Linked DNA regions of Danio rerio: region 2 is linked to region 1. The links are chromatin contacts, called in public Hi-C maps. All regions are on one chromosome and are shown on one strand. Each heading gives the region's core, a stretch centred on a gene start, on an enhancer-like site or on the middle of the called end of the contact. The rest is flanking DNA. Distances are from core to core; before and after follow the strand shown.

Region 1 (3,638 bases), core at 884-3,383:
ATAGAATAAATTACTTTAAGTTATGTTTATAACCAATTTTATTTCATTCATTAATCCAAATCACTGAAAGCCCACAGGAAATTTCAGAGAGAATCCATGGCGAATAAGGGCTTGTCTCAATATATCCACACTTGCGGTCATGGTCACTTAGAGTGTGTGAAAGTAAATGTGCAAGACTGTCCCAAGTCTAAAAAATGCTAAAGCTCAATGCATTTAATGCACAGTAGCTTCTCTCAAAGCAGTAATTTGAGGCCAAGCATATGCCATCCATTTTTCATGTTCAGGAGCACAATGCCACAAGAATTTAAGAGAAACATTTGGCAGTAAAGCAACATGGTTTGTTGGTTGCAAAGATGAGCATAGCCATTTTGTAAAATGTTTATGTTTTATCACTTAGGCTAATTGTCATCTGTTATATATAAACGACTCAACAAACATGTATAAGAAAATAAATAAAACATAAATACATAAAAACGTAATGATCAAAAATGATGCACTCTTTACAAAAAAACAAGAAAAAGGTAATGCAAGTAGACAAACAGTCAAGTACTACATTTAATAAATATGTTTCAATAATATTTTATTATTTAGCCATAGGACATGTTGCTTTTACAGTTTTTAAGTAGGTATTACTCTTGTTACTTATTCTTTAGAGTGTAAATAATAAGTCATTTTTTATGTCTTTTAAAAAACTAGTTTTCTTTAATACAATGCAGGCAAATTTAAAGGGATAGTTCACTCGAAGATGAAAATTGTGCATCATTTACCCATCCACCACTTGTTCCAAACCTGTTTACGTTTCTTTCTACTGTAGAGTACAAAACAAGATGTGTTGGAAGCCTCTAAGTACTGACTTCCATATTATTTGTTTTTCCTATCAGTTACAACATTCCAACATTCTTCAAAATATCATATTGTGAATTCAACAGAAAAAAAGAAACTCAAAATGGATTGGAACAAGTCAAAAGTGAGGAAACGTGAAGAATTTTTATTTTTATTTTAGGCTGAACCCTTTAAGTAAACTTTCATTATTTCAGACAGTAAAATTTAGATTTTAGGAAAACACCTGTTTTTGCTTTTGAAGAGTAAAACCCATCTAATAAAGAAAAAAACATTAAATAATAAACATTTATAAATTCCAAAAATGTAATAAATATTTATAAAAGATGCAATTAACATCATTTATAATCTCAAAATTCAATTCAAGTTTGCCAATTACAATCAAAATGGCTTTTGCAGTGATAACATTCTCTTAACTGCATTATAGTTGGGATTCCGCGTCGTGTATGATGTAATATTGATACACAAAACAGGTTAATTACATCATAGACAGTTCCCGCCCAAACTCCCTGATTGGATCTTTCTCGAGTCGTGCAGCAGGTGGACTGCCAAGAAATTCATCCCACTGTCCCATAAGGATTTACAAAGGATCAATTCAAATCAATGCGATTCTTCTGCTATCCTGCAGACGCTTTAACTCAGAGTACAAGACTGATTATAATATTAGCTCGATAATCCTCTCATGTTAAGGACAGGTTCTATTGTCAAAGCCCTTTGGATATAGCCTAGCAAATTAGCCCACACAGCAGTTCCTATAAGATGTATTATTATTATAAGGATACACAAGAAACCGCATGAAAGTAGTAAACAACACGTTGCTCCTCACAAACTATGCAACAGTGCAGATCAATGAGAACAACAGAATTCAAACAGGTCCAGAGATGCACCTGCCAGTGACACCAGCATCACCACATCACTGCCCATAAAAGTAGCATGCAAATCAGAAAGAAAATTGCACAAAACCACTGCTATCATTATATAACTTTTTGTGTTTAGGGTTAGCCTACTGCATAACACATAACGCTCTCTTACCTGCGTTGTCAAAGAAAAGAAGCACCAAGATTATCGCCTTGGTCGGAAACATTGCACTCCCTTTATGAACACACAGTGTGTTTACTGTTTGTTTTTGCCTTCCGTGCTAGAAACGAAGAATCCGTAATCCGTAAAATGATGCCCGAGAAGTTTCCGCGAAGTTTTCTGGACGGGACGCGATTGTTTACGAGAATCCCCGACGCTTGGACTGTATTGATATTGTTGCGGTTTAGATTCGCGTGCCCATATGTCGCGCGCTGAGACTGAGAGGCAAAAGCGCGTGCACACGCAGCTTCAAGATGCACGCGAATTAATCCGCCCAATCAGCGGCGCCTCTGAGGAGAGACAGCGATATGATCAAATGAAGCACTGAACCAAAGCCTGGAAACCAAACACGATCCCCACATCCATCTGACCGAGAAAGAGGAAAGAATGGGAGGGAAAATCAAGTAACAAGTCTTTATCACGTACAATACTTCGGGTAGGTTGAGTTATACTCGAATGTTTAAAGGGATAGCAGTTCAGCTGAGGCATTTTGTTATCATTTACTCACTCTTATTTTCTTCCAAACCTGTATGATTTCCTTCTTCCAAGAAGAAATAATACTCCTAAAGTATGCACTGATATGGACTGGAGATAGATGAAACAATAATGAAAGGAGACTGTATTCTTCATAACAAATCGAGAAGAAAATTTTAAAAGACCCGTTGTTTAGCATATATAAGGGGTTTTCAATGTTTTTTTTTTTTTTTAATTTCATGGTCCGCCAAATATGATCATCCATGTGCAAAATACCCATCTTAAATAGATAAACTATAAGGATTCTTTTGTGTATTTACAATATTTTTTACAGTAATTATTTACTACTGCATATTTATTTATTTATTTAAATATGTTTGTATTTATTTATATATTATTAATAATTTCATCTTATTTTAAATATCATTAATATTTTTTAAATCAAACTCCGCATAGATTATATTTTATTTTGTTTAGTCATTTTTCCATTATTTTACAATTTAATTAGTTTTAATTAATAATAAAAAAGCTTCTTTTATATTTATGTTAATACAATTGTCTAATTTTAATGTAATTTTTATTTGAATAAAGTCTTAATTTTTTTTTGTTATTACTGCTATCCATGTTCATTATTTATTTATTTATTTAATTTTATTTACTTTTTTTTTTTTTTTTCAAACTTTTCAACAGACCCCCTAGCACTACCTTGCATCCCCCAGGGGGTCCCTGGACCCCAGTTTGAAAACCCTGCGTAAAGTGAAGGCGGTGCCCCATTTTGTCATTCTTGAAATAATGATCTCCCTCACGGATCAGTTCACTGATGTTTCTTTTATCTATCTCTTTATAACCCATGCAGAGCTAAAGAGCCACTGCTTTTCACTGTGGCTTTAGAAAAGAAGCCATGAACTTTCAGAGAACAATGATCATCTAAAAGTAGAATCCAAGTATCCAATTTAAAGCTGTGCTTTTGGCCAAGTGTTTTAGCGTGAGTGAGAATTGGCAGTTAGACTTGTTATTGTGTTCATGCATGCATTACACGGTGAGGTTTATTTGCTTCAATATATTTTCAACAAGAAATAATTGCATCCTTCCACAGTTAGGCAGAACTAAACCGAGCATTTTTACATAATTTATCATTTTAGGTTTTTATTCATTATTTTAGCAACACTTTACATTACAGGTGGTGTAATAACCATAATTGAATGCTTAATTAAGGGAACAGTTCATTCAAAAATTTAAATGTTTCT
Region 2 (3,578 bases), core at 624-3,123, 480 kb after region 1:
ACTTCAATGAGGAAGCACCATCATGTCCTCCAGTACTACAGTGCCCTCTGCTGTTCACTGCTCAACACCTGCAGGGACTATAAAATTTAATAACCGGTGTCATTAATATTAATGAGTATTGAAAAATTCATTAAAACGGAACAATAACAGGACTATATGTTAGTAATATAGCTTACTGACTTCAACTGTTAAAATGCTTTAGGGAGCTGGTGTTTGGGATAACAACAAGGCAGCCCAATGAAACGTGCAACAGCTTGTAGTCTTTGTACATTTTAAAAAAATGTAATAATTCAACAATTGTTTGCAAGGCTTTTATCACAAGAAACAAAACATGACAGGCTGATCAATGATTAGAAGTACGAGATTACATGTCATGATTTTGAACAAACTAACTTTAATAGGAGTAAAGCAACGTGAACACATAACAATTGTCTTATAAATCAACTGAAAAAAGAGAACAGTACATTTTGATGAACACTTTATTCCTTATGTAATCATGTAATGATTACCACTTAATTGAACTAACGGTTTAGATGAGTGCTCCCCCACATCTTTAAATCGAACACAAAGAAATAAAAAAAATGTGGTCATGTCTAAAGTGCCTGTTGTTACATAAAACACAGACCAACTATAAAGTGCATGATTATAAAATGCATAGGGGATAATGTCTGGGGGAAGTGGCTGAGACTATGACCTTTCATAGTTTAAGTCAGACCATAGAGTATATGCTGATGTCTTTGACATATATAACTGTTTTATTCCACAGTCATGGCCATACATAAAAAAACTACACTCACCCAGAAACACAAGGCAGTGGCTCCTACTGTATAAACCATTTTCTCTTTTATTAAAGATCATATTTGTATTCACTTTGAAACCTGTGACCTCTATTACAGTAACAAAATGACAAATTTTACACAACACACTTTAATAAATCAAAGTAGCAATAAAGCCACGGTAACCCATTACCATAATTTAAGTGATATCCTAAATACGCAGTGTTAGCTTAAGTCATTTGAAACTGTATGTATGCAGTGAAAGACACCATTTAGTGAACAATTAAAACATTTTAAATCTTTTAAATATTATTTTTTTATCGGATTAACAATAGAAAACCACTGCCCTGCAGAGGTCATATATTTCTTATTTATTGATTTATTTTGGTATTTATTTATTTATTTATTTATTTTTAAATATAGAAATCTCTTAATCAGCATAAATTTGCATCTCAGGCCTGAGCTCTGTCTGGTGAAATCCTGCGTGGCCCACAGCTGTGGAATACAGTCTGTTACTATAAAGCGGCATGCAGCCGTAGTTTGGGAAAACACCAGAACTTGCTCGGCTACTCTTAGGAACTTTCGGATGTGCTGAAACATAGCTTTCAGAATAGTCTGAGCGAGATGGCACATACATACTACGAGTTCTTGTCCTGCTATGGGAGGAGAAAGGCAGTCTGTGATCCCGCTCCAGAGTCATTTTGGCTTGACCAGGTGGATTGCGATTTTTTACACTCTGCGATCTCTTAGACCTCTGCGGTTCTCTGCTCATTGCCTGAATGTACTGGTAGTCCTCTTTAGGATTGCTGAGAGTCTTATATATAAGCCTGTCCTGGTTGCGGTGTGTGACACCGAAGCTATCGCTGGACCCGGTGTGTTTGAAGTCAGGGCAGCTGTATTCCTTATGCAGGGTCAGATTGTGTGGCAGTGCTGTGGACTCAAGCCTGTGTTGAGGATAGTTGTGCATGGACCGACTCTGCTTCATTATAAGAGCCGATTTGGCTCCCTGCCCGCTGTCATGCCTGTCTGACTTTGAGGGCACAGGCATATCAGGCTCAGAAAGTGGGTGCTCTGGGGAGTAATGGGATACCATCGTGACCCTGTATTTCCCATCAGCCCCTTCAGTTGAAATCAGCATCTCCTTCCCAGAGTTTGACCTGCTCCTGGTGTGCATTGTTTCTTGGCATTGACGATCGCATCTTACAAGATGGGGCTGGGCCACAACCGGACCCAACGGCCTTTCCTTGGCTGCATTTTCCTGCCTAATGGACTGACTGAAATGTCGATCAGATAAACCAGAATTAAAAGCCTCATAGAAAGAAGGGTTCTTCTTTCTTGGCAGAAAACCAGCATCTCTGGTCATGAAGTCAGACTCATTGTTCAAAGGGAGGTTGCGTAGAGGCTTGTGGTAGTTTTCGGAAGTGGCCATCACCTTTGATGAGCGAGAAGGCAGTTTGTTGAGTGTGTAAGACAGAGTGTACCCACTGTTCTCTCGGTATTGATTGTAGCGAGCCTCTGAATAGGGGCTGTACCTATACCGAACTTTCCCATCTTCAAAGTAAGGCCGCACATGCTGGATGTCTGATGGTGGTGGATTTTGGTAAGGTTTGCTTTGGCTTCCTTGCCGTTGAAGGAAGAAAAATTTGTCCTCAGGTGGAGTGTGCATAGAGCGCACCCTGCGGATAGTTGGGTAGACGGAGGCTCCATCCAACGGTGGATACCTTGGTCCTCCATGTCTATAGACACCAACTGAGGAGTAGTCTTCCCGTTGACCTTTATACTTAATAGACTGATGTAGGGATCGTGGAGCAAGGGTATTGCAGTAGCTTCTTGAGAGAACTCTAGGATGTGGACGCCCATCGTCAACCTGATAATAAGATGTGCTTTGCCCATCCGAACTTGACCATTGTTGGGAGTGTTGGGAGTAAGCAGACCTTTGCTCTCTGGGTTTGTACTGATACAACACACTCGGTGGAGTACTTGATGCTTGTGGAAGAACTTCTTGTACTGAAGCAGGCATGGCTGTTTCCGCCAATATGGCTCGGAAGTTAGCAGCATTAGCAGCCTGCTTGTTGTGGAGTGCATCAATGGCTGAAGGACTATCCAAGGAAGAGTATCTTTCAGAGAGTGTCGTCTGTAAACTTCCACGTACCTCCATCTCAGCATCAAGGCTTGATCCACCTCCATCTGTACCAACTCCAACATGACGGATATTATCTCTCAGAGTTGTTTGGGTTTCTTGAACCAGCTGAATCTCTGGATCTGTGCGAGGAGAGAAACCCTGAGAGGGCACATGGGTGCACTGGCCACCAGCTGGTGCATCACAACCATCAGAGAAGCTGAGTCCGCTCTCACTGCCATGACAGGCGCAGGTGCTGCGTAGGCTGCCGGCATCAGTGTGACTCTCAGTAGACATAGTGCTTGATGGATCCGGGAAAGCCCTGTTAGACGCATACCGCTCCTCTCTATCAGAAGACGTTTGTACGGGAGGAGGAAATTGGAGTGTGAAGAGTGGGTTTTTATGATGAATTGGAGAAATAGGTGTGGGAGGTTCAGAGCTCCCACGTTTGCTGAGTCGAGTTGCCTGCTGGGCGGATTCGGCTAGCGCTAGAGCTAACATACGGGCAGCACTTTTTACTGCAGGCTGGGGAGTTATGAGAGATACAGACCTCACCAAACCAGGCGTGCATTCAAATGTCACTGCACCTAGACAGAGAAAGACAAACCAACATAGTTTTTAAAATAGAGACTTTTTAAAAGAGTGAGCATAAATTATAGCTTTCAGAACTTGGATATAGAAGC

The links. A called contact is a pair of places that touch in the nucleus more often than the background predicts.
Region 2: a Hi-C map of embryo shows a contact between it and region 1, with 3 times the contacts expected there. The contact joins the enhancer-like site here to the promoter of ncam1b in region 1. A contact is called at or near these places in 1 of 18 Hi-C or Micro-C datasets (embryo) and 2 of 4 datasets of contacts at active chromatin or transcription factors (caudal fin and embryo).

The regions. Positions count from the first base shown.
Region 1 is chr15:21,016,318-21,019,955 of GRCz12tu, forward strand. It overlaps ncam1b (neural cell adhesion molecule 1b), which reads right to left and starts at 2,134. Exons shown (of 21, transcript NM_131831.1): 1 at 1,873-2,134. The coding sequence starts at 1,924.
Region 2 is chr15:21,498,653-21,502,230 of GRCz12tu, forward strand. It overlaps arhgap32a (Rho GTPase activating protein 32a), which reads right to left. Exons shown (of 22, transcript XM_685829.11): 22 at 1,155-3,482. The coding sequence ends at 1,207. Among named protein-coding and RNA genes, the nearest start is that of arhgap32a, 90 kb to the right of the region's middle. Within about 2 kb of position 1,874, at least 3 of the 62 cell types and tissues checked have an H3K27ac peak or open chromatin away from gene starts, as enhancers often do.